Regions from separate parts of the Mus musculus genome. Here region 2 is linked to region 1. A link is a contact called in public HiCAR-type data. All regions are on one chromosome and are shown on one strand. The core of a region is the stretch at or near the end of the contact, and the rest is flanking DNA. Distances in the headings are between cores, read along the strand shown. Region 1 overlaps Sdccag8 (serologically defined colon cancer antigen 8). Region 2 overlaps Sdccag8 (serologically defined colon cancer antigen 8).

Region 1 (5,980 bases), core at 1,052-3,551:
GCTTTCCTGGCAACTCCACCTTCTTTTTCTAAGAACTATAGCCATTTTCTGCTGTTTGCTAGACCTTCTGCCAGCAGATCCACCATTTCGACAGCCAGATCCATAGCTGTCACCATAGGGATTGCCTGGGCATCCTCCACCAACCATGCCCCCTTCATGGACCCACAATTTGATAGCTGTTGTCCATCATAATTTTCAAAGTCATTATACTTTCCTCCACCACCAGAGTTACTTGCACCAAAAATTCTCTCCATCATAATCCCACCACAGCCTCCTCCACCACCATATCCACCACCTTGGTTTCCATATCCTGGTCCACCACCGCCTTAGTCTCCTCTATCTATAGCCAGGATTACCACCATAGCTGTCACCATCATCTCTAAATACATTGTATCGACCTCCATAACTACCACCTCTGCCACCATAGCCTTCTTTTCCACCAAGGTTTCTAACCACAACCAAAACTACCACCACGACCCCCCAACACCCAGGTTTCCTCCATTAAGTAGGAAGCCCCCCCCCAACCTCTCTGTGATCAGCAGACTGCATCTCTTGTTTACAAAGAGCCCTTCTCACTTCATAATTATGCTCACTGGCAGTGTGGTATTTCTGAACAACATTTAGCAGCTCTGTTATGGTCATCAAAAGGAACAAAGGCAAATTCTGCTTTCCCAACTCTGCTGCCTTCCAACCTGGATAATTTCAATGTGCCACACTTTTCAAAGCAGTCTCTCAGACTATATTCTTCGCTATCTTGTTTAATTCCACAAACAATTTTTTTCACTATTCAACGGGCACCAGGCTTTACAGATGCCCCACGAAACTGGCTTCTTTCATTCTACCACACACACATTAACTTTGTGTAGTACAGTACACATTGCTTCATCTATCTCTTCGACGCAAAAGCAAGTCACAAAACCAATGAAATGTTCTGGTAGGGTCTCCCATCACCATAGTCTGTCAGTGTGCCCTACTCTCAGAACATTCTCCTAAGCTATCATTTGCAGCTTCAGAGCTCAGACAGACAATGAACAGCTTCCTCAGATGCTCTGGCCTCTCTGGATCATGCCTCCCCATCCCACCTCTATATGTGCCCTTGTGCTTTATACATCCCTAAGTCACATAACAAATTTAAAATACGATGATTGGGGGGAGGAGGAAGAAAAGGAGGAGCACAAGAGACTGAAGAATAAGGAGAGCAAAGCCTGCTACGAGTACCTTTATCAACACATTTCTCTTTTCTGTTTTTTACTTGCCCTGGACCCTGATCAAAGGCGAGAGGCAACAAAGAAATATCTTTGAGACTCAATTATTTAATTCAAAATTAACAAAGAAAATTCCAAAGATGCATCTTTCATTTCAAATGAGCTAACCCTGTAATGTAGCCAGAGTTTCCTGAAAGTTCCTGAACCTGAAATACAGGACTCTGAAATGATGCAGTTTGCATTTCAGAGTTTCTGGCCCCTTCTGGAACGTGAGAAGACACAAAGGCACAACCCGGCCACATGCTCACAGTGTATCAGAGGACGAAGGTGCAGCTCTGGCAGGGCGACCGGCACAGTACGGAGCACAAAGCCTTCAGAGGGAAACCTAATAAAGAAAGCTAACATGCTTACCAAGTGTCCTTTTCACTTACTTTTAAAGAAGACAGTACTGCACCATTTGAACAGACAAAGACACACCTGCTCTACATTTTGGAATAAACCAACTACAAAACACTTTTTGAGAAAAAGAAATGTCAACATAAGCTTCATGCTATTTGCTAGTAATTATTGTTAATATTCTTCAAAGTAACAATATGATAATATGAGCCTTTCCTTCAATAACATATTTGTAGGTAAAATAATAAATATCTGAGATTTGTTTTAAATATTTTTGTGAAAGGAGAGGAGGTAGAGAAAGACAATGAGAAAGGAAAATTAGAAATTAAGATGGAAAAATATGATAATGAGGTGAAGTTAAGAAAAAAACTGTGAACTGGTGGGACAAGATTGACACACACTGAATCTAAGTGCTGGAAATGCACAGGTTGTTTATAATGTTCCTTTTGTCTCATATGCTTTTAAGTTCCTTGATGGGGTGTGTGTGTGTGTACCTGATGTTTATATAAAAAAGAAAGAAAGTAAAAAGAAGCAAAGAAAGGAAAGAAGAAAAAAAAAAAAAAGAAAATAAATCAAGGCACAAAGTTCCCAATCTGCACACAAAATGCCTTTTGTTTTCCGTGGTGCAGAAGCAGCCCCTGAGACTGACAGCAGCTCTCCAAGCCTGAGCGATACAAAAGAGCTGATGGGAAGGGTAATTCACCCATGGGTCCTGACACAATATAAGAAGAAAAGAAGAAAGTGGGCGGAAGAGACAGCCATTGTTCCCCCTCTAACCTTTCTTTCTAATTATGCCAGAGTCAAGGCTCAGGTCGTGAGGAAAATCATTCCAGTGGTCAAGCATTTGCCCGGCTGTGTATACATCAAAGAGGCTCTTGTGCTCACCACATTCCAGCTCAGTTTCCCACCTACTTTCAAAACCTACCAAGTGGCCAGATTAGCTAAAATATGAATAAAATGATGCATTATGGGGAACACCTGTTTGCAACCCAAGAGACAGTCTCCTGGTTATGATGACTGTATGATACACAAGGCTTTAAAATTAAATATGTTTTATATCATGGTAGGTATTGCAGATAAGTGCTTGACATGTCCAGCTTTTCAAAGCTAAATGTAAATTTCTCTCCTGGGTGCAGATGGTGGCCAAGCTAAATAACTCTTCGGACTTACAGACAGAAGGTCAGGTCATGGCTGAGAGACCAAAGAACAACTGCTGCTTTGCTGCTCCAAATCACCCAGGGAATGAGAAGCGACTACGTCTGAAACTGTCTGTTCAGGACAAACCAGTTACAAAGAGCACCTACAAACTCTCCTCACATTCTGTTCCAGGAAAAAACAGGAGCATGCAAACCTCTCCTCACCCTCACAGGTTTACTGCTACAAACTGGGTCCTCCCCGAGGGTACAGCTTCACCGCAACGGCACCACTAAAGATGACCAGAGAAACTTAGTATTTCAGTCCACCAGGGAGCACGGACGCTCTCCTTCAGTTTCAGCCTTTGTAGCATTATGGGCTGATTAAGAAGACAGCATGCTAAAGAAACAGACACTAGAAGGGATTTAATCTAGGTTATTCATTTCCTAAGACACTCACTCTTGTTACTGTAGGGTTTTGCTTTGTTTTTTGTATTGCTAAACATGATAATGTGATTTTAAATCATCCCCAAACTCTTTGCTTCTGTGTTCTATTAGTAGGAAATATTATACTTCTGTAGTTCAGTATAATAACTCAAAAGATATTTAATATTACAGAGTGTGCCAACCTGACTGCAAAACCCTGTAGGATATCAGAAGGAAGAGAGCACTCCACTTGCTTAGGAGTCCTAGGCTTTCAATCCTTGACTGAGGGAACTTTCCATTCTACTATCAGGGACGCCCCCAACTGGACAAAATAAAATCAGTACATGCTAATATGGAAAGATCTTCTAAGATGTAGAACTCATCATAAAGTTGCATCTACTCATATAAAAACTACTTTTGTTCTGGTTGTCTGGGTTTCGGCTGTGATTTGAAGTATTCTGCACAGGGCTTCATTAGCACTTCCATATTTAATACTTTCCCCATTGCATTTATGTCATTTGTCATCAACAGCTGACGGCTTGAAAGGGAAAATATGTTGAAAATATGATAGAAAGCCTTGCTTAGAAATATGTTGTAAAATTATCTGGAGTCACCTACTTCTGAACTGTACGGATATCTCTAAATTATTGATACTGATACCTCAGTCATATTATTTTAATAGAATACACAATCTGCTTTTCTTGGCTGTAAAGAATGCAAACCTTCAATGGCCTATAATGTAACATAAAAATAGAACATCAAAAGTCAATCTGCCAGAACGTTCTCTTTAAAAGCTTTCCCCAGAGTCAATTAAAATTGGAGTATCTATACAATCTCAACAGAGTTATAACATAAAACATCTGTTCAAACTGAAATTGAAGCGAGTAGCATTTTCCCTAACATTTCTAATTTCACTGTATTTAGGCTTCCTGAGCACACAGATTCATGGCTATCGTAGTTAAAACTGGTCCAACTCTGCCAACAATCAATTTGATTGACATATTTACATATCAACTCATCTCATCTTACAAATTTTAAAGTTTCTCATTTAAAATTGGATGCAAGTTGGCATCTTTCAAGAACTTTATGTGCGTATATTTTAGGTTCAAACTGTGCATTAGAACATTTTTTAAAACTTTTTCTAAGTAATAGATACATATCCAAATGTATATTTATGAACTGTCAAATTGGAATTTCATATGCAAGCAGTTGATTCTCACTACTTCATGTCAGGCGTCTATAAATGAAATTCTTTTAATAGTATGAACTGGGTCCTTACATTAGTTAGAAACATTATAAGAGAAATAGTGCCTTAGGGATAAAACCACAGCAACTTCAGAAAACATGTTACTAACAGCTCACAGCTGACTGTGCCAGCGTGCTTCCTTACCTGGACTTTCATTTCAAGATCCTTGTGAGACTTTGCTTTGTATTCTCTGTGTTCCTTTTCCACCTCATCCTTCTCCATTTTGGTTTTATTCAACTGAAAGCGCATTTCTCCACACACCTGTTAGATTGTAAAAACAGATCAGTAGCCTCTGGAATCAGCAGAGAAATATCTACAATTAGATCCTTTGGTGCCCCCTAGAGGACACACAGATAAAGTACACCAAAACTTTTCTAAGACTTGAATATGGTTTAAGATTTTGGAGGCAGTATAAGGAAGCATTGAGAAATGGCTAGCGATGTTTGCCACCAAGTTTGATTACCTGAGTTAATCTAAAGGTCATGCCTGGAATGAGGAAACTTATTCCTTCAAGTTGTCTTTTTAGTTGCATGAATGCCACAATGTACATTCATTACCCTCTCAAAATCAATCAAAATCTATAAAATAATGCAATGTATAACTAAGGAATAGAAGTTAATTTTCAGGATTATATTATATAAAACAGTTTCAAATGAATATTTTCAACGAAAGGCACTATCATCTGAAATCACGCAAGCTAAAATCAGTAATTAAAACAGTTAAAGTCTGTTATTATTCACACAGATGGTCATTCTCTCTATATTATAAAATATCTTTTAAAAAACTTCAGCTAAGATTTTAAGAAAATTTTTGTGAGGACAGTTTTTGCTAATAAACTATATTGTTGCTGTTCAGGTGTACAATACCAGCATTTATTATAAACCATACAGCCAGCATTAACCACACTGTTGTAGGTATGCAATGTGACCTAAATACCATAAAATAACTTCTGGTAAAAGTCATATGCTGGCTTTAAGCATGCTCTACAATTATAACTGTAGCAGTCTACATAAGAGGAAATATACATTAGAAGTGAAATAACTGTGATATTATTAAATAATATATATAACACCTTTAAAATGCTGCAAACTATTCTGTATGTAATTTACTTTTCTTTAGTCCAGGTCACTCACACGGAGAAACATATTTGAGAAATAGAATTATCAGGAAAATCTAAATAAAGAAACGATGAGCCTTTGCTATAACTGAGAACCTGTAGAAAGTTGAGTTACATCACAACGCTTTCTCTGACTTTCAGATCTGCCTTTTAATGGTTGCATGTTATCTAATGGTTATTCCTGCCTGAAACTTTTCAATTTGGCATTTCTTAAAAAATGAGTTTTAGAAGCTTTGAAAAGTTTTGTTGTTCTTGAGTATTAAACTATAGTAAAGTATGTAACCTACATGCCTCCCTTTGCTCAGATAAAAAGCTCTCTAGAAACAATAAAGGCAGCAGAGTTCCAAAGCTCTGACAAGACAGAAACACAGCCAACAATGCTGCTCCATGGGCATCAGAAATGCTCGCACCATACACAAGTCTATCTGTAATGCATGAGAGTTGATTCTTCCATTCA
Region 2 (6,366 bases), core at 2,517-5,016, 130 kb before region 1:
GCGTATGTCTAGGCAATGTTCTCAGCTTGAGCTTCTGACAACTGTCTCTCCATTCAGCCCTCCCCTGTTACCATGGCCACTGGTGTGGCCTTCTGGCCCTGACTGCCCTGGGAACAGAAGAGAGATGCCCTTGCATTCTGGGGTACAGCCTGGTGTAGCTGGCCTTCGTACTTTCCACTTTTCCCTTCTACCACAGCCTTTTCCTCCAAACCTTGGGTTTTGTGCTCAATTTATTTCTGAAGTTTATTTTAAACTTGGCTTTTTATGAAGTGAGATGTATGGGGTGACCCAAAGTGTTTCCCAGTTGACCATGCTTTAGGGTCCCCAGCCCTTCTTCCTGCTGGATTAGATTCTTGCTTTGTAGTCCAGGCTGCCATTTCCTTTGTTTCTTTTCCTTTCCACTGAGGTTGGACTCCTCACTGTGTGGCTCAGGCTGGTCTCACCTCAGCCTCCTAATGACTGCCCTTTAGTGTCTGTCCTACAACTGCTCAAGTCAGCATTCTTTCTGGCTCTCTGTGTGTACCTTACCTCATGTGGTGAGGGCCCCAAACACTCTGTTCCTATACCCCTGGCAGTAGGCATCTACTTTTAAGAGTAAGGGCTTTCTCGGTGGTCCTTCCAAGCTTGTTCTGAGGTGACAGAGGTACATTCAGGCCCTCAGATCCTTTCCATGGCTTGCCTTCCCTTCTGGTTCTATGCACCCAGCTGCTCCACTTTCCCATACATGTCTCCTTCGTTGGGCTACATCATTCCATCTGCCTGAGAGAATATGACATGATTTCTCTCCAGTGGCCCCATGATCCTGTTATGATATTGACAGTGACTACAAAATTCAGTGGCACTTGGCCTGGGCTCCAAATGGGAACTAACCTATACTTAAGATGCAGAGCATGTGACCTCCAGGTACAGATCCTACCATGATTTTCAAGGCCTGCTGTGGTATATCCATGAAGAACTGAGCAGCTGGCATAACAACATTCTAAAGGGCAAGATAGGAGGCAATCCAGAATGACCAACCCAGATGGGGAGAATAGAGTATCCTGTCTGTGTGCTCCAGACCGTAGTGGGTTATGAAGGACATCTAGCTTAGCAAGTGGTAATAGCTACTAAGCTCAGCAGTGCCCACCAGACCCTAGAGCAGTCTCCCCAACATAGGCCAGAGTTTCTGGTAGGAATACCAAGATTCTGGCCACTTTCAGCTATGAAGCAAGGCAGAAATCACAAGTCACCATAAACAAGTGACTCCTTGCTGACCACCTGTCTGAGATTTTGAAGACAGCTGTGGTCCCTTCCATGGATGGCCTGGCTCTGCTGCCTCTTCAGAAGCCAGAGCCAGGGGAAAGTGGACAGGGCAGAGAGGCTGTCCTCAGACAAAGCAGGACTTCAAGGGATGGGAGGCAGCTCTGGATGGGCCAGAGACACGGATGCTCTTGCAGGAGCACCTGCAAAGTGTCTTCTACGCATGCATCTCATCACCAGAGCCCCTCCAGCGGCATGTGTCATTATTTTGGCTCCCAACCACTTTCTCTGCAAAGGGGCAGGTATTTGTTTTATGTGAATCATATTTCCATGGGAAATAAATTTTAAGAATTCCCAAAGGACAGACAGTGTCACTACCAGCAGAGTGGAGCCTCTGGCTGCCTTGTGTTTGAAAGTGTTACAAATGAAGACAACATTGACATTTGGGGTTGTAATGTGACGGAATTGCAGTCTTTTAAAGGCAAGAACCACTTATCTCCACTGCATGTAATATTCAGTGTTTTGTTCACTTGTCTAATTGGATTAAAATATTTAGCTCCCTTTAAAAACTTGATTGTGAATTTATATTGCAAAATATAATGTCTAACTCAGAAAGCAGAAAGAGGAGCAATGCATCTGAAGCAATGTAAAATTCAACATTTTTTACCCACCATGCCTACTCTGGAAGTACACAGCCTTGGACAAAGGGAGCTCTTAGAACAGGCCTCTTAGGTGAAGTCTAGTGTGCTCCTCAGTATTAGTGGCAAACAAGGCGCCTAGATGAACTGCTAAGCTGTGTGCTGTTTCAGCTGCTTGGGGAGGTCCCCATGACTTCCCCGTGATTATGTTAGAAATGCAGCCCAGGGTCTTATGTCATTCTCTAAAAACACCCAGCAGCAGGGAGTTAATGACATCGTAGCTGCATATGTTCAAGTTGATTTAAAAAAATATGCAAGTCACTTTGGTTGACAGTGTCTTGTACACAGTTTTGAAAGAATCAGGGCAAACTTTAACAGAGTCAGTTTTTATTTGAAAAATATTTTCTGGGAATGTATCAGTGTTTATTTTTGAGACTGACAATTCGGGTGAAAATCAGGATAAAAACAAAAAAACAACAATTTGGTTGAAATCAAATTGTTTGTTTTCATCTATTTAGAATTCTTTCCAAAAAATCCTGGTTCAGGAGGAGGCTTTGTAAATTATTTTATTTAGTCTATTTTCTGTTCCATTCATAAGACACCATCTGTCTTGCAGGTAGTTAACTGTGTGTGGGCCCTGAAGTCAGCTAGGCAAAGCCCCTGGGCTCTAGAAAGGACAAGATAAGAGTGACCATCTCTAGATCCCCACTTTGTCTCTCCACTCCCCACCAGCCAGTGGGTCTGGGCTACCCTCACTTGAGCTGCCCATCTCCAGACTCAATCCTGTGTGTGCTTCTACTCACAAGCAGGCCTCTCCACCCCTCCCTAGGATTTGCCTCTCATGCTTATTTTCAACTCTATTCAATGAGTCCTTGGATGTAATGAGATAATGTCGATGATCTTGAATATAATCACATATGGCTGCTCGATCCTTGCACAACTTTAAATCAAATTAGAAAGTACATTCTCTGCCAAGAATGCTTAAAAGTCATAGGGCCAACTGATTAACCACTGACACGGCAGCTTCCGACTCTGTTTTCTAAACTGTGAGTGATTCATAAGAAGGGACTCAAAGGGAATCCCTCCCCAGACTGAATGCTGAGGACTGAACAGGCAGGCTGCTCAGGGTGACAGCTATTGCAGGATGCCAGGCAGCTGAAACCAGAGTCATTACCCAGTAAGTAACTCAAGCCCATCTTGATGGAAGAAACAGCCCTCCCACTGGACAGAGCGTTTCTGTTCTCTTCCCTCTCCTAGACCCATCCTCCCCAGGAACAGAATCCACAATTTCCTCGCCAGCTGGCCCCACCCTTCCTGGCCAGATGTTACTCTTTGGGTTTAGGCTTCTGACCCCAACTCTGCTCCAAGCTTTGCCCAGTCAAGCCTTGCCCCTGGGCCCCATGGTCCTTACCCACAAGCCACCTCCACACTACCACTATGGCATCTCTGGCAAGTCAGGCAAGGAGAGAGAACAGGGATCTAGTCCAGCTCTCATATCAGAGTCAGGCTGAGAGGGCTACCGCCAGGGTAAGACCAAGACAGCACGGTCATGTCCACATCCTTCCAGTGTAAGTGAAGAAGTTAGGAAAGCCACCATTTTTAGTCAATCCTGAGGAAGGAGCATACTATAAACCAGCTGGAGGATTACCCTGCACCCTGCATAGTCACTTTCCTACCACATGGCAGCTGTGTAAGCTCTCCAGCCCAAAGTGGCATTGGTACATAGTCACTTACAACCAGGACAGGTTCCCTTCATGGGCAAGAGACTGTGTGTGACTCAAATCTAAACAGAAGCCATTTAGAATAATCAAGGCTTAGAAACAAGGCATTTCCTGTTGGAGGCCACCATTCTTTCTCTGAGCAGGCCAGGGCTTAGGAAATAGAGCCAATCTGAAGGACGTGACTAAGCTCCCAAGCAGCTGTCTGGGTCAGAAAATACCCACTCTCTTTTGCGTTCTGAGCAGACAGAGATTTTCAGAGTTTGACATGCAAAATTAAGCTATTATGCTTAATTCATCCAGGCAGAGAAAATGGAGGCCTTCAGCCACACCACTGCCACACTGGACACAAAGGCATCTATAAGCCTCAGATGCCCAGAAGTCCAGGTGGAGACAGGTCAGAGCACAGCCTTTCCCTCCATAGCGCTGAGGAGCCTCTTCCCCAACCAGATACATACAGTCAGTCAAACTTTGACTTGCTTACTTCAAGGATTCCACATTTAAAAATCAGTTTACAATTCAGGTTTATTTTGGGCAAAAAAATGATTCACATTAGTCCCAGGCCACCAAGTGCCAGCACATGGAGACCAGTGTAACACTTGTGCCAGAGTGGACTGGGTTAGAGACTGTGCAAAGAGCTTGCAAAACCTCCAACTGCTCCCAGCATTTGCAACAGGGAGCCATTACCTCTGCCAAATTTCTTTCGCCGTGGTCATCTTAAAATAACACGCAGGGTAGAATTTCAATATAAAAAAGCCCCATCAGAGATGCTCCAGACAGCAAGGGGTAGACAAGTCATTTGTGTTGCCACTGGCAAAGGAAGACCTTTTTCCTGCAATATTCTTTTAAGTGCAGTGAATTTGGAAATTCTCAAGCTTTTAAAACTCAGGAAAAGGCTTCTAAAAATACGTGTTCCATGTTAAGATCTGTGTGTGCCATAAAAAAAGGGTGGTGATTAGTCCAAAGGCAAAGCTCACCATGCCATAGATCCCAGTCCATCATATGTCACAATAGCCTAGTTACCAAAGGTGGCTCTGGTGACTTTGGACTTTGATGAACCAAATCTCCCTTGGACCTGCCCACAGACCTGGGTTATGACCAAAATCCAGTTCCTCCTCTAGGAGATGGACTCTGCACTGAGCCCTGAGCACAGTAGAGATGGTGGTGTCACTGCTGGCTCCATGGGAACTTCTCAGGAAGGGGAGAGAGTGACCTCAAGTATGGGGCACTTCAGGCTACCAAGTTCCTAAGATCCCACTGAGCAAACCACTACCCTAACATGCCCAGTTCTCTTAATTCTCATGCAGCAGATGAGGACAGAAGCTCAGGAGAGCCATGGATGCCTTGGCCAAGGTTTTCAAACGGAGTTGTTTCTGGCTACAATTCCAAACTAAGAGGTTCTTTCTGTCTTTACAAATTACCCCAATAGCGTATAAATGGAGGTGCCTGGGTTCTGCTTCCAGACATGCCTGGAGTGTCGGGAGCCACCACAACTGGGTGTTTTACACACATTCCAGATAGTGGTCAGTGTATTGTCAGACCCTGCTGACCTGTGCCCTCTAGCCCTCCAGTGCATACTTCTACCATTGTGTGAGCCCTCTGCCCAGTGTCCAGTTTGGATCTTTCACAACTGTGAACTTGAAGCAATTTACAGGACTGAATAGGCAGAGTTCAAGGCAGGTCAAGATTGTCAGCTCAAGGTCCTTTCGAATGGAGAATAAGAAATGGTCTTTTTTCCTTTCACTTCCAGAGGCTTCCCCACTAACCACTGCAAGCACCCGTATACATCCTTATCTTCACAGATTGCTTAATGGGGCAAAACCCCCAGAGCCTCTCTGATGTGAGGAGAAGTTGCTGAGAAGAACAGTAGTTTGTGCCACCCGTCCAACTTACCTGGGCTCTTTTCCGCCATTATCTAACCTGAATGGGGACAGCTTGGGCTCTGGAGTCAGACTTAGGTTCCATTTGCTGTGCCCCTATTTGCTAGCTGAATATGCTTGTTTGAGCCTCAGTTTCCCTATCTGCAAAATGGAGACAATAATATCAGCCTTGCTGGCTTGCTTAACTGGACAGAGTGAGCACATATTTTAGATAGATACTTATTTGGGCTAAGTCATCTGATTACTCTCATGAGACCTTCCCATCTTCGAGCACCCCTTTCTTCTACTGTTAAAGTCCTTCAGTCCTCAGTAGTAGTTCACAGCTGCCTCCTCCACATGTTGGGCCTGAGCACTGCTCTTCCTCTTTCCCGCTAGTCTTCCCCACCAGTGTTCCTGCATGGTGTGGCTGCCTCTGGTATGCCTGGGTTGATCCATGTGCCTGAGTCTGATGCTTGGCATAACTCTCCCAGCTTATGACCTGACCTATGTGATTCTTAGGGATTTGGGCCTGTGACACTGCAGCCTAGAAAGGGGGAAGGAGAGAATCTGTGTTGCCATGCAGCCCTGGGCCCCCTTGAGCTATAGTGGGCTTTTCGTGCTCCCACACGGCCCACGGCTGCCCTCAGCCTGGCCCACAGAGGTCCCTGTGTGTGTTCCCACCCTACCTGCGCTCGCAGCCGGGCCACTTCCTCAGACAGGTTCCCACCCTACCTGCGCTCGCAGCCGGGCCACTTCCTCAGACAGGTTCTGTCGCTCCAGGAGAAGCTGATTCTGCTTGTTAAGCAACTGCACCAGCTGCTGCGCTGTAGCCTGGCCGTGCTTATCCAGCTGCCTGAGTCTGCAGAAAAGGAATCTGAGATGAGTTCTGAGAGCTGGTTGCTTCGGAGAGCA

What was found. HiCAR-type assays count read pairs that join an accessible place to other places.
Region 2: a contact with region 1 is called in a HiCAR-type map of neural stem cells, with 4 times the contacts expected there. The contact joins two enhancer-like sites. A contact is called at or near these places in 3 of 39 promoter capture datasets (the 3T3-L1 cell line, the C10 cell line and stem cell-derived epiblast-like cells), 3 of 15 datasets of contacts at CTCF or cohesin (the NIH/3T3 cell line, embryonic stem cells and pro-B cells), 38 of 484 Hi-C or Micro-C datasets (B cells, CD4 T cells, the CH12 cell line and 22 more), 8 of 115 datasets of contacts at active chromatin or transcription factors (acute myeloid leukemia, bone marrow-derived dendritic cells, differentiating embryonic stem cells and 5 more) and 1 of 9 other capture datasets (embryonic stem cells).

What each region holds. Positions count from the first base shown.
Region 1 is chr1:176,876,677-176,882,656 of GRCm38.p6, reverse strand. Sdccag8 (serologically defined colon cancer antigen 8) reads right to left here. Exons shown (of 18, transcript NM_029756.3): 12 at 4,551-4,667. Among named protein-coding and RNA genes, the nearest start is that of Gm15423, 61 kb to the left of the region's middle. Within about 2 kb of position 2,301, at least 22 of the 459 cell types and tissues checked have an H3K27ac peak or open chromatin away from gene starts, as enhancers often do. A contact at or near this core is called in cerebellum, cortical neurons and neural stem cells, where this site is marked.
Region 2 is chr1:177,011,836-177,018,201 of GRCm38.p6, reverse strand. Sdccag8 (serologically defined colon cancer antigen 8) reads right to left here. Exons shown (of 18, transcript NM_029756.3): 17 at 6,187-6,313. Among named protein-coding and RNA genes, the nearest start is that of Gm15423, 74 kb to the right of the region's middle. Within about 2 kb of position 3,766, at least 111 of the 459 cell types and tissues checked have an H3K27ac peak or open chromatin away from gene starts, as enhancers often do. A contact at or near this core is called in cerebellum, cortical neurons and neural stem cells, where this site is marked.